Linked DNA regions of Mus musculus: region 2 is linked to region 1. The links are chromatin contacts, called in public HiChIP or PLAC-seq maps. All regions are on one chromosome and are shown on one strand. The core of a region is the stretch at or near the end of the contact, and the rest is flanking DNA. Distances in the headings are between cores, read along the strand shown.

Region 1 (6,972 bases), core at 785-3,284:
AGACCTATGTCTAAGGAGATCATAGAGACAATGAAAGAAACCTCTGCTATTGATTTTTAAATGAATGTGATATACCTACTGAATTAACCTCCAAACAGTTGTGTTTATGATTCTAGATTACTCTTGCATTTAGCTTACATATGGATGTAAATTCCTTCCTTCTTTTCACTCTTTCTTTGTTTCCTACTTTCTTTCCTTTTACAGTAGGTAGTGGTTATTGTAGAGACTCATAACTGGTCAGACTACCGGGAATAAAAGACTGTTACTATGACATAGTTGTCCAACATCCATGGAGGGAGGACCTGGAGTTTTAGTACAACCATATAATTCATCAATCATGTCCGCAAAATGAAGCCCCAAAGAACCCTTGGTACTGCGCAAGTAAACCTTCAATATGAAGATCCTCTATTCATATTGTCACAATTCAACTGAAGGTCACACATCCTGTGAACACAAGACATTTCACACATATAATACACACACACACAGTTCTGCCATATACCTTTCCCAACTGACTGATTTTTAATGAAATTAAATTTTAATTTCCTGTAAAGAATGTAACCCTGAATATAACAGAATCTAGGAAATTCTGTGAGTCTTTGAGCAATTGGTAAATATGGAAGTTGTAGAAAAGACCCTGAGCTTTCACTTGGTACTAGAAATGAGATGGGTCTTTGTGGTCACTTCCCTCTAGCTCTATAGTTGGATCCCACCTTCTTGGGCTAGGAGTCAGAATGGGCTTCCTGGGCACTGTACTAATGTCTCACATTTCAGATAATTCTGAGCAATATAGCCAAGGTTTGAACTTGGTATGCCATAGACATCTGCAAGTAAGTACTGGATTAAAAAAAATATATCAATGGATGGATAGATGAACAGATAGATGGAGTGAAAGACAGATGAAAAAATATGCCTTATTCCATTTTGGCTGTGAGAAACATTCAACATGACTGTCAGTCAAGGCCAGCAGGCAAATTGTTACCTTCTTTTATGACTTCTGACCCATGAACTCTAGACTTCTAAGACAAAGAACTGGCATTCACCCTGATATTACCTATTCTCAAATTTACCCTAAACGTGTTAAATTTAGACAAAGGGCATGATTAATTGTCATTGTCGGGTGGACCACTTTAGAAATGAGCATTTTCAGACCTGAAATAAATATGTTGTGTGTGAAATGGATTGACTGTGAACTTCAGTATGTCTGCTTGAGTCAATGTTCAGTTACTGGGACAAAATGCTAGTGAAAGCAATTTAAAAGGAAGAAATCTATTTTACCACATGGTTTCTGAGGCCTCAATCATTGTGACTCCGTTGCAGTGGGCCTCTGAGGAGTCCAGCTGTTTATGGAAGAGGAGGCTCTTCATTTCATGGTGTCTAGGGAGAGAGAAGGGGTCACAGAAAACGGATTATCCAACAAAGCCCCACACCCTACTTACTACCGCTTCTTAATAATGCTGTCAACTTATGAATCCACAAATGGATCATGCACGGGTGAAGTAAGAGCCTTGGGATACGTTCATTCAAAAGTTCATCACCTGAGAAGCAAACCTGCAACACACGAGCCTTTGAGGGGCATACTATGTATACAAGCCACAAAAGGACCCTACGCTGTAAGGACCACACATGTTAAGTGAACACGAGTCACTCAAAGATGCTGCCAATTCTTTTTAAAATATCAGTGCTGAGTTAGAAGTCTTTCCCTTTGTTGTGTATCAAAATAATTTTAAGCCACTCATAGTACAAATGACATTTCTTTTTCAAATGCCATCTTTCAGTTTTTAATCAGCAACTACAGGATATTCCCAGAAAACAACAAATCATAACCTCACATGGGGAGAAGCTCAGACCGGTGGGGTGGAGAACTTTGGAAGTGTGTTGTACCTTAAGACATACTGGGCATTTAAACTACAAAAGGAGGCTACAAACTGCTAATCTGCAGATGAAAGGAAGAATGCCCGCAGCCTTCATTTGCATTTGAACTGGTGATAAATGAGTTTTCTACCTCCATTTGAGTTCACTTCTCTGCAAGAGGCACATCAGAAACAATGCAATCTGAGCTTCAAGGCAAGTCAGGTTCCCAAGAGAACATGAACCCTATTTACACCCCGGTAACACAAGAACATATTTCCCTGACAGAATGTCAAGCAGTCAACGATGAAAGATGAAATTACAGGGTGGGGCTGAACAGGACACTTTATCGATGCTAGGAGGTGGAGAAACATACACACACACACATTAATATTTTTTGGCCCCCTTCCAAAATATTCAGCAATGAGAAATAGGTAAGATCAGAAAAAAAAATTTTTTTTGACACAAAGAGATTTGGGGTAACAGAAATAACCTCATCTTTTCCAACCCACCATTAAGGTCTGGGTCATCCATCTACATAAGAAATGGGAGTCTGGCTAATGAGAAATTCCCACACTGAAAGGGGGACTGAGTAAATCTCATTCAAGTTGTAATTTGAATTTAATGCCTCGTCTATAAAACAAACAAAGCATCATAAAATGTTAAATGGTACATAGTGAATCAGGAAAATGCAAAAATTTTTTTTTTAAAAGTGCCTAGCCTGCTTTATTCCAAAGAGAGTGTTCCCTGCTCAGAAGAGCTGAGCTCACCAGGGCACGGTCTCTCTTCCAGCTCAGCTTTCTCAGAACCTGCTGAGTCAGTTGGAAATATCTTTTTCTTTTCACTATTTTAATCATGTCACCAAGTACGCAGGCTTGAAAGTTGACATTGCCATGTTTCAGAGGGCTCTACCCACTCTTGGCAGACAGCCTGGGATTTCACAATAAACAACTTTATTATCCAGTGCCTCTATTTGCACAGAAAAGTCCTTTCCTTTTCGTGAGTTGGGCGATTCACACACCATTGTCTTAGTTATTCTCTGTGCAGAAAGCTGTACCTTGTGTTTAGTTGCCATGTTGTCTGGGGGTAAGAAAAAAAAATTGGGGTTTTAAAATTGTGTCTGTATGTTGGATCTCCAACTCTCCTATCTGGAACCATAAGGGGCCCTGGGGAAGACTACTTGTCGCAACACATACTGATGTGTTTTTAAAAAAAGATAAAGAGGTATAAGAATATGTTCTATAGGGGTGTGGTGCGGTATGGGGGAAGGGAGTGCCTCAGAGGGCCCATGCAGAGGCATCACTTCCCCATGAGGGACTAGTCACATGACAGTATAGTATAAAATAGAGTTTATTCAGGGCACAGGGAGGAGAGTTAAGAGGGTAGTAGAGGCAGAGAAAAGCAGAGAGGGAGAGAGTAGAGAAGTAGAGGCGGGGGGTGGGGGGGATAAAGGGAATGGGGAGCAAGGGGGAGCAAGAGAGCAAGAGGCAAGAGAGAGAGGCAAGAGAGAGAGGAAGGGGCAAGCAGCCTCTTTTATAGTGAGTCAGGCCTACATGGCTGTTGCCAGGTAACTGTGGGGTGGAGTTTAGACAGAATGCTAAATATACTGTACTGTGACCCAGCGGGTAAGCTTTGGATCCTAGGACTCAGACATCAGAGCTACCACTTTGTATACAGGCTTAAAAGGATACATTAGCATCTACTTTCAATTTACTCTGTGTGTGTGTGTGTGTGTGTGTGTGTGTGTGTGTGAGAGAGAGTATATTCATGTGTGTACACATCTACATGTCTGTTAGAGCATGTGGACACCAGAAGCTGACATCAGGTGTCTTCCTCAATTGCTCCCCATCTTGTATTTTGAAACCAGGACTCTCTCTCTCTCTCTCTCTCTCTCTCTCTCTGATTCAGTTAGACAAACTGGCCAGCAAGCCTCATGAATCCTCCTGTCTGCTTCCCCAGTGGTGGGATCACAAGTGTGAACTGTAGTTTCAATGTCCAAACCAATTAAATTAGGATTCTAAAGTCTCCCTTGATGGGTCCTATATAGAAGAAAAGAGAGGGTACATTAAAATCAGTGAATACTGTTCTCAGATGATAATCCTCCAATAAATGGTCAGAAATTATTAAACTTCTTTATTTTCAAATATGGCCTGTAAGCCAAGTATGTGTGTGTGTATGTGTGTGTGTTCATGTATGTACATGTTCATGTCTGTCTGTCTTTTTATAGGTCTGTGCCTATATGTATGCATATCTGTGTTTATGTATATATGTTTATGTGTATGTATGTGTGTGTGTGCCTGTATGTGCATCTGTCTGTGCCTGTATGTGTGTATCGATCTATGCCTACATGTGTATATGTGCCTGTGTTTGTGTCTACCTTCTGTCTGTCTATGTCTATGTATGCGTGTGTATGTGTATGTGCACAGGTGCACTTTAATAAGGCATTTTTGCACCTGAAAGATTATAATTACCTTTTATAATTATATTATAATAAAGAGTTACTGTAATTTGAAAAGCCAAAAGCACAAATAAGAATGCTTTTCCAACACTATAAAAGGATGTTTTCTTTAGGAATTTTCAACAAGGAAATGAGAACATACTGTGAGTTCTATGAGAACCTAGGAAGGTCCCCTGGAGCAGACCATGGCAGCTCCATCATGCCTTTACCCAGATCTGCCTTCTCTTGGACTGTTTACTTTCTCTGATTTATAAAGGTTTGGAGGCCATGGAGAAAGGCACCATCCTGAAAGAAAGCTGGGCATCTGGTGTCAGGTTATGTAGACAGCTGAGAAAGTTACCTAGAGAAATCTGTCTGGGTGACATACATGCAGCACACAGGAAATCTGAGTAAAGACGCCAGTGTCCTGCTTGCAAATGGACTGACAGAGCTGTTCAATAACTATAAATACAAACAGTTACAAAGACCGTCTTCAGCATTCTCAGAAGCCACTCATGGGGTCTGTGTGCTCTTTCTCATGCTCTTCCTTGGTGGCTAGGAGCCTTGGGACCTTTGGGGGCATCCTGAGAGGAACCCCTTCTCCTCCCCCTAACCCTTCAATGTTTCTGCTAAAAATCCCTCTATTTAAAGGTAAGATAATGAGCTTTTGTTCACTGGCTTGGATCAAAGACAATCTCTGAGCAGAAACAAAGGCAGCCTTAGGCTGGGAGCAGTCAGCTTCTTATTGCCTGCAAAGAAAGAAACTGTTTTGTGGCTTTCTTTTTTTCCTTTCTTCCTTTTTAATGTCTTTTCCAGCACTGGCAATTCTCATGCCCTGGAAACCCCGTCCATGGAACTCCAAAGTGTTTCTGAAAGACAAACATTCCTATTATGAGGAGAACAGAAGTTGGCTGCCATCTACAAACTGGTGAGCAATTTGGCACCAGCGGCCATCCTGTCCTGTAAGGGGAAGGAGTACAGACCCTTTGTCCCCCGGTCCTGGCGCCAACTTGAGTCCCTGACCTCCATTATGCCTCCCTTCTCTGCTTGGCCCTCCCAGCTATGCTGTCTGACTGCCGGGTAAACAGCTTACCTTCCTGCTCTCTAGACTGTGGGATGTATGCATGGCCGAGCTGCCTCCGGATCTTCTAAAGTACTGGGCGAAGAGAATGGGCCGATGCCTGAATGGGGCTGTTCTTAACTGATGTGTGGGCGGAGAGGGTGACCTTGGGAAGACAAGCAAATGTCTGCTCTAGGGAGCCAGCAGTGTGGAGACTGAGTACAGCCAGATTAACCTCATGCAACATCACCACATCGAAGCTACCAGTTCCCTGAAAATACACAAAGGGAAACTGAGGACCCAACGAAACTCTTGTCACTACTGACGTCTTCTGTATCATCACCACAGCCAGTTATGAACTTCCCTTCCTGGCCCACTAGAAACCCGAACACCTGGAGCCCTGATGGGTGACTTTTTAGAAATGCTCATAGATCAGGCTGGAACTCTGTAGGAGGAGTGGCTTAAAATGTGCTTTTCTGAGTGCATTCCCCTCTCCCGAGTCACTGAGAAGGGCTTTAAGAGGGTCCTTAACACTACTAGAAAAGGACAGGCACTATTTCATCCCAGACACTGCACAGAGAGTAACAGCCCACTACTGCCCAACAATGGATGTAAAGCCTCTTCAGAGACCCTCCTCCCCTTGCCCTTCCTTTATGATGGACCTGGGCTGTAGCTGTAGATACCCTGCCTTGTCCCATGCATGGCCGTCCTGGAAAGACCAGCTACCATTCTGTGCTCTGCCCAAGCCCTTACAGGCTGCCCCTCCCCTAACACCAGCTGCTCCTTCTACCAGAAGCTAGGCTTCCTCCTAACCTGGTTCTTATCCTGTTTGCCATATGCATGGGGAGAACACCGCACACACTGCTTCCTATACACGTATATAAGGTGAACTCGGTAGGATGCTCTACATCCTCCTTAGTGTTATAAACTTCATGAGAAAAAGTTCAACCCTGCCCCTCCCTCCTTGGTGCCCATTACATGAGTCACACGGAGTCAGTGACAAGTAAGACTTCTGCCAGTGCATGACACTGAGATAAATATTTAAAGGGAAGTTATAATTATAGGTAGAATTAAAAGAAAATAGTGTCAGGGTCTCTGAGTGAGGAGTCAGCCACATTTCTGGGCTTTTACTACACAAGCCCTGCCTGCTCTGGCTCAGATCTTCTGTTATCTAAACTAGAAGACTATTGATACAATTTAACCAAAGAATGTGTCCTCCTCAATGCCACTCACAAAGACATACTTATTCGATCTGCTGAACAGCAGCAGGAACCAACTGCCTGAGACCTCAGGAGGAAGCTTGCCCAGGTGAGGGTCAGCCAGGAGCCCCTCCCATGCTGACCCCTGTCATCTTCTCAGAGTGTCTGTGTGCCCTAGCACACCTGCGTGGTACCCAGATGGACGATGCAGCTGTTCATGCCATTTTAGCTTTCTCAGTTCTGACCTGATCCCTGGATTCAGAGAGTTAAAACTAGCAAAATCTCCCAAGCCACTAGTATCTGAACTTTCTGAGACTGTACAGAGCACTCACAAACTTCAGTGTCATTTCTTCTCAGAGCCAAAAACAAAAACAAAAACAAAAGACTTCGCTCTCTACAACCTCATATTTGTGCAAAGATCAGGA
Region 2 (7,101 bases), core at 3,044-5,543, 760 kb after region 1:
GAACTGAGGAGTCCATGGCTATCAGCCTAGCCATTCCTTAGCATTTTTCCTTTCCAGTGTCAACCTCCAGTGACTTCCCACTCCGTGGCGGTCATAGGTTTTGTACTCTTAGGCAAGCCTTACATGTATGCTGTGGTGTCCCTTGACGTGTGTAGAGTGTTCAAGGCATTGCTAAGCATAGTGTTGTGGATACAGATGACATGTTCCTAAGTGTATATACATGATATGTATACAGATATATGTATGTGTGCTCATCCACACTCCTACACACCACAGAACACTGGTTACCAGTGTCATGTAGGTGCATCCCTTCACAGTGAGTCTTCAGCCAGCTCCCATTCTCTATCCCTGCTCCTATTTTTCCTTCTCTTGGAAGGTTTGAGGCACCTGAGAGGCAGCCAAGCTCGATGCTGACAGTCAAGGCCTTTAAGCTACACTGCTATTTTCTGCAAATGTGTCCAAGACACAAAAGGTCCTTTAAAGTCCTATTCCTCTGTTTCCTTACCGAGTGAGGTGGAAAGCATGCTTTTTCCTTTTACTGGGGCAGCCACTTCCTTGGAGCCGGCTGGGTATTCACTTCTAGTCTCTGGAGACACTAGGTTGGAACTCCAAGCTATGAGGATCATACTATAGGTCCTGAGGGCAAGGAAGTGGCTTACCCATCTTGGTCATTGTACTGAAACTTCTTTGGCTCCCAAACACATTGGTGTTTGTTTATTCATTCCCGTAAGGATAGCCACAATAGCCACATGTTCTGTACGAATGTGTGACCAGATACATGGGTGGATGTCGAACATTGTCCATACAGCATGACAGTCATGCAGACTGGTTCGAACAGCTTGGCTGTGAATCTGGTCGCTATCAATCGCCACTGTGTGACGTTGGATAAAGCATTTAATGTCTCTGGGCCCTACGTTTGTTATCTGTACAGGGAAGACAATAAATAAACCATGCAAGCTGCTATGCTTAGCACCTAGGCTTACTATCTGCTGAGTACCATGGAGAGAGAGACACACACAGAGGGAGAGACAGAGGGAGAGACAGGGGGAGAGACAGAGGGAGAGACAGAGGGAGAGACAGAGGGAGAGACAGAGGGAGAGGGAGAGGGAGAGGGCTAGCAGGATTTGTACAATCTAGAGTTGGTTGTTGTTGATCTAAACAAATGACAAAGGCCTGCTTCCTGAGTTATCTCCACCCACTCTTTCTCATTGGACATGTGCATTGACAGACTTCATGGTCAACTGTGTGATCTAAATAGAACCAATGCCAAGAGAGCATCCTGGAAGTGTGGCCCTGGTGGCACCTCCACAGGAGGATAGCTGCTTCGTTGGTGTTTAATACCACTGAGTACAATCACTTCAAGATTAGATTGGGGTTTGAGAAATTATAAAGGAAATAAGTAATTACCCAACACAATTAGTAGTTCATTATAATCTAAGAAAAAAAACCAAAACCAAAAACAAAACAGCGCACATCTATTCATGGTTAAGCAGACCAGAGAATCCCAAATGCTCTTTCTGTGAATGCAATAAAGGGGAATCCTTCTGCTGTTCCTCTGAAAACATACCCACATTTCAATCACAGTAAGGGTTGAAGGTCAACAGATGTGGGCCCCACTTGGAGTCAATTGCAAGCCAAGGCTCAAGTTGAAGAGCATGGACTTAGGAGGTAAGAGAGCCGGACCCCTGTCCTGAGAGCCAGTGGATGCTGCATCAGAGGGGATGCTTCTGCAGTTCTGAAAATGCCTGAAGCCCACACAGCATGCCACCAACTGAGATCAGAGTGTGCAGAAGGCAGGGAGTGGAGGAGGACGAGGAGGAGGAGGAGGAGGAGGTGGTGAGAGGGAGGGAGAAGCAGTAGGATGAACAAGGAACAAAGGAAGTGAATCTCAGCTTAATTCTTATTGGCTGAGGGGCCAATACTCTAACCTCTAGGACTGACTTTAGTGACTGAAATACATGGACACTGATATGTATATAATATATACATTACATATTAACACTATACATGTTAATAAACAGGACTTTTAGATGCATGGAGCAGCCACAGCCTAAGAATATAATAGCTGTCCATGAAGTCTTAGGCACACTAGCATGACTGCCAAACCCTGTAACCAAGCTCACCCCAGCAGTGGGTGTTCTGTTTCACTGGGGTAGCAGTCTTGGAGTCGGGTAGACTCTGAGCACCAGGCATGAGGTGCTTGTGTTGTCTGCTTTAGGGAAGACAGATACAGAAACAAAGGGATCCAGACAGAAAGATACAAAGAGGAAAGAAAAGAAGGAGAAAGAGAAGGTGGAGGAGCCAAAAAGAACAAGGAAGAGTGGGAAGAGAGGGAACACGGGGCAGCTGTAGTGCTAGGATATCAGAGTAGAGATGGCCGTGGGTCGCATCTCCCCAAACCATGGCTTCCTGTGGAGATCAAGGGAAGCTGTGGTCTATCAGACATGGGTTTTGCATCACAGGTGACTCCATAGATTGCCAAATGTGAGTCATGTGAATAGTCTTATATCCAACATGGATTAGAGGAGCTCTCTCTCTCTCTCTCTCTCTCTCTCTCTCTCTCTCTCTCTCTCTCTCTTCTCTCAGAAACTTTAAAATATACACTACAGTTAAAATATCATTTTGCTTGAAGTGATTTTAGGAATACTTTGAAAACACAAAGTGCAGGTATAAATCTTTAACTTGGAATATGAGAACTTTAAAAGCTGTCTTTGAGGAAGAGTCACTGAATCCAAACAGATGGGAAGCACCTGGTCTTCACTCAGCATCTCCATCTCCAGGAGGCCTTTCATGAGGCTGGCTAAGTCTCGGGTTCCCAGTTAGCTCCGTCAGCATCACTGTCCCTCCACCCCTCCTGGTCTTACAGGGACTAAGAAGAGTTTCTTTGCCAGTGGAGTTTCACATTGGAACAGGGGCCGCGTAGCAGTCCACCTAGAACCAAAATAGAGGGGCCACCAAGACCCCTAACTCTATCCACGTAGCTCTGAAAAGTTAGACCAGTATATCAGAACACATCTGAGGGAAAAACCATAGGTTTTTTTAAATTTATTTTTTATTTTCCTTTGGGCATCTGAAAGACTGGTACCATTTCCGTTCCCAATCAAAGAGAAGCTGCAGGGAAATGATTAGCGCACAAATTACATAGTGTATAATTTGCATTCATAAGAAATATAAAGAGTCACATTAAAACTTTGTAGACTTCATCAGCAACTTAAAAATGTGGGTACTTTAAGATTGCCCTGAAGTTATATGCCAATGTGCTAGGGACTTATTTTATTTCTTTGCTATAAATATTCATTTGAATTAAAGGCTTGAGATGCTTGTAGCAGACAACATATTGTCATTTTTAAACCAGGAAAGTGTTGCATTTATTATGTTTCTTTAGAGGCTTTTCTTTCCCACAGACTTTGCGATCAACCTTATGAATTAACGAATAGGAAGAAGTCGTGGGCACTTGGAAAATGGAGATCTTGGGAATGGGGGTATGTTTGATCTTTTCTATGCTGGAGACCTGGTCTAGTGATGGCCTTGTGCAGCCGAGTCACAGGTATCTGCACCTGTCTAAACCTGACAGGTCCCTCACCACGGCAGCCTGTGAGTCAGGGGTCACAGCCCTCCTCCCTCAGAAATACAGACATGCCCAATAAAACACACGTTCATGGAGCCAAAACACAGCTCCATTTGAGCAACATGGTAAAGAAACTTAGCTACGTGTCTTATCATAAAATTCTTGTATTTAAAACGGAGTAAGCACTTTAATTCACGCTTGTCTTGAGACATACACTCTAAAGTTTAAATGCTTAAAAACAAGGCAATAGGCATTTTTATTGTTGATAACAAACTACAGATTTGTCTAGTGGGAAAAAAAATCCATGAAATGTTTGACAAAAGGGCTGTGATAAGAGATAAAGAACACAGTATTCACTGTCTAGGGATGTGGTGGGGGAGACACAGCCTGTCCCTGAGCCCACAGATCTAGCAATGCGCACTGTGATTAGGGATATAAACAATGGGTGCTGTGTCGGCATGGGGGAATGTGAACAATAGGTCTTTTTCTGGAAGTATCTGTAGGAAGAACACACAAATCAGTCAACAAGGGAGCTGAAATGATCCTGTATTCTCTCTAAAGATGATGCTCAGCAGCGCTTCTGCAAGGCCGCCCATGTCCTTCCCACTGGGCTTCTTGTTTTTCTTCATTCACTATAGATTTTTTTCCCAACTTGCACCTGGTTTGACCAGTAGTCAGCTGGCTTCTGAGGAGTCTCCCTATTTTGTACCCTCCCACCCTACCCCAGATCTGAGAGACCCGGGACAGCTGCACAACTGTGCATTCTTTGGTTATAAAAGCAAGCTTGTGACATCCTTCGCCAGAATCTGTTAAAAACAGAATTAATTAGAGGCAACTCAGCAGCTCCTCAGGGCTTGTCCACTGAAGGCAGTGATGGCTGGGAAGGGGGATAGAGTAAGGGACAGGAGTGAGATAGTCTTCAGGAAGCATATAGTCTATTGTAGGGCATGCCACCTGTGTGACAAGCAAGATAGGCCCCTAAGATAGGCTATCCTCAAGTTAGAAAGAGATGGGTGTAAATGTTTTAGCAAATTCTGCACGGCCCTAACACAGAGAGGTCTTGTGGCTGATGGTGAGAGTGGAGAAGGTAGCCTTTCAGGTGACAGGCAGAGTAAGAGCAAAGACACACATGGCTTCATGGAGTGACCATAGATAATCTAGACGGACGATGTCCAGCTGAGAGGAGGGGAAGTTGGGGAGGGAAAGGCTAGAATGGAGGACCTTAGGGCTGAAAATGGGCCTCTGAAACCTGACAGCTAGAAGGAGCCTTCCAGAGAGAGGTCCTCCAAGGCCACAGAGAAGCCACCACTTCCCTAGATGATAGCACAGACACTGTCTCTAGCAGGGCTCACCTGAGGGGGCGGCACAGGAGTTCAAGAAGGGGTGTGGAAGGGGAAGGGGGAGTGGCTGGGTATGGGTCTTACCAGGCACAAAGGAGGCATCACGGATAGACGTGGATGTCAGAGGAAGTGAGGGTGAGCTGGCACCAAGACTTGAACCCCTTGGAGAGACTATCTCACAGCATTTGATCTAGAGGTTGAGAAAGCCTTAGGCTGGAGGGTGGGAAGGGACACTGCTGATTTATTTTCTCCCTCCTAATCGTGAAATATTTAATCTAGAATAGCCAAGGAAGTGGAATTTGTCTGCTCTACCATTATCTACTACTAAGGGTTAATTAAAAAGCCTTACTTAAAGTCCATCTCAGCAGTATGCCCCCAAGTCACTGGAATAACAGTAAAATAAAATTTAAAAAAAGACAACAACAACAAAAACAATATAATATAAATAACACTGTAAGCTCCAACCTGCAAGCAATACCAGGCAAGGAAGGTATTTCCTGGTTGGGCTGTTTTTGAGCGATGGGTGGGTGACGAGAACTTTGTGTGTGAACAACCATGAGCTCCAGAGAAGCATGATGGGGCTGCTAATGTCAGCATGAGTGACAACAGTTACAGCCAGATAGAAACAGCCCGGGAAGGGAAACTGAGTTATCCTTGCTCTGTCTCGTAGGGTACCAAGGGACCACGTGACTGTGAAGGTAGTGTTGCTTTTGCCCCGTTTCAGCTCTGGTTCATGGAACAAAATTTCCCGAGGTTCCATTGTTCTTGCTGACTTCTCTTCTCACAATTCTTTCTGAGCAATGAGGAACAATCAGAAGAAAGGGGGAGAAGAGATCAGGCTTGGCTGCTCTAGGGTGAATGCACGTTGTGAGGAGCATTCTTTAAGTCCCTGGGGCTGTTGGGAAGGGTCTTCAGATGAGCACCACATGGACCTTAGCCAGTGACCCCAGTGCATTAGGCTCAATATCTTCCTGCAGGGTCTGCCTGCTCCTCATATCTAGCTGGAACCTCTTTGCTGCCAGCCAGCTCACTCCCTACCTATTATCTTCTTCCCAGAGACCAGATGTTCAAGTCTTTGGCTCAAGGATAGGAATCTCTGGGCTCCTGTCTAGGGCTGTGCTTACAGAGAACAGCTGTGAACATAGGTGTTTGGGGACTTCTCGTTTAGTTTAAGAATGTTCATGCTTGTGTATGGATTTCTGTTCACATTGTTTTTATGTAGGTTTCCTGGCTCCTGGCCTGAGTCATCTCATAAGGATTGTAACTAAGAGCTTCTTTCTCTTAGGAGGGCAGTGAACACCTCTCACCAATTACCAGGACAGGAACAGCAACACAGCAGGGTCTAGCTCCACTTGCATCGTTAAGACCTTGCTTACAGGATGACCCAGTTCTCCCGGTTTGCCTCCTTGGAAGAGAATTCCTTACTTTGGGGTTCTCTTACTTCTATTTCACAAAGATTTATACTTTTTTGTGATGTTACCAGATCTGAACTACAAAGGTAAGTGACAGGCTATTGAGGAGCCTGACCATGCAAGCATGAACCAAGAACCAACAAGCATCATGTCTCGGAGTGGCCAGGCCTCAGCATGTATAATAAACAGGAACAGTGAATGCTAGCCTGTCAGCCACGGGCACTGGGCTCATGGCAGCAGGAACAGCTGACTGACTGTAGATGCTGAAGACTTGGCGGCCCATGTAAACACACTTCCACAGAACTTTCTTGTTCATTTTCCCACCCCCAAAATCACAAATAGAGGCAGCTTACTGGGTGAGGGGTAGGGATCTTCAGGGGTGGGTGGGGTGTGTGTGCACTGTATATCATCTCCTAATAGGAAACAGAATAGAACAGGGCGCCATTTTGTGTGAAGGGTGCATGGGAGGGACCATCGGTCTGTGTGCTAAAAGACCAGTAAAGTACTCGCTACAAAAATGATTAGCAATGGCACCCGGCTTCTTCCTGCAGTTATCAGCTGAGTGGCACAGGAAACACCCTCTTCATTCTGTTCTTCCCTACGTTGGGTAATAGCCCCCAGTCACTGGCAATAGATAATTTCAAGTTCTCCACTGTTCCATGAGTGAGTCTTAAGAGACTGGTAAGAAACCGGCTAAGTGTCCGCCAGCAGGCCTAGGCTACCTGAGCCTGCGTTGGTCGGTCAGCTATTGTCCTTTGTGCTCAGCTCCTTATCAGCTCAT

The links. HiChIP or PLAC-seq counts read pairs in DNA pulled down with a chosen protein or histone mark.
Region 2: a contact with region 1 is called in an H3K27ac HiChIP or PLAC-seq map of stem cell-derived neural progenitor cells, with 2.1 times the contacts expected there. The contact joins two enhancer-like sites. A contact is called at or near these places in 1 of 39 promoter capture datasets (liver), 2 of 115 datasets of contacts at active chromatin or transcription factors (astrocytes and stem cell-derived neural progenitor cells) and 1 of 9 other capture datasets (embryonic stem cells).

What each region holds. Positions count from the first base shown.
Region 1 is chr17:9,720,912-9,727,883 of GRCm38.p6, forward strand. It overlaps Gm34684 (a long non-coding RNA gene), which reads right to left and starts at 5,588. Exons shown (of 5, transcript XR_876393.3): 1 at 5,382-5,588; 2 at 1,279-1,377. Within about 2 kb of position 2,035, at least 2 of the 459 cell types and tissues checked have an H3K27ac peak or open chromatin away from gene starts, as enhancers often do. A contact at or near this core is called in stem cell-derived neural progenitor cells, where this site is marked.
Region 2 is chr17:10,480,073-10,487,173 of GRCm38.p6, forward strand. The region is part of intron 4 of Pacrg (PARK2 co-regulated); the gene reads right to left. All of the region lies in intron 1 of A230009B12Rik (RIKEN cDNA A230009B12 gene), which reads left to right. Among named protein-coding and RNA genes, the nearest start is that of Gm16168, 9.6 kb to the right of the region's middle. Within about 2 kb of position 4,294, at least 33 of the 459 cell types and tissues checked have an H3K27ac peak or open chromatin away from gene starts, as enhancers often do. A contact at or near this core is called in stem cell-derived neural progenitor cells, where this site is marked.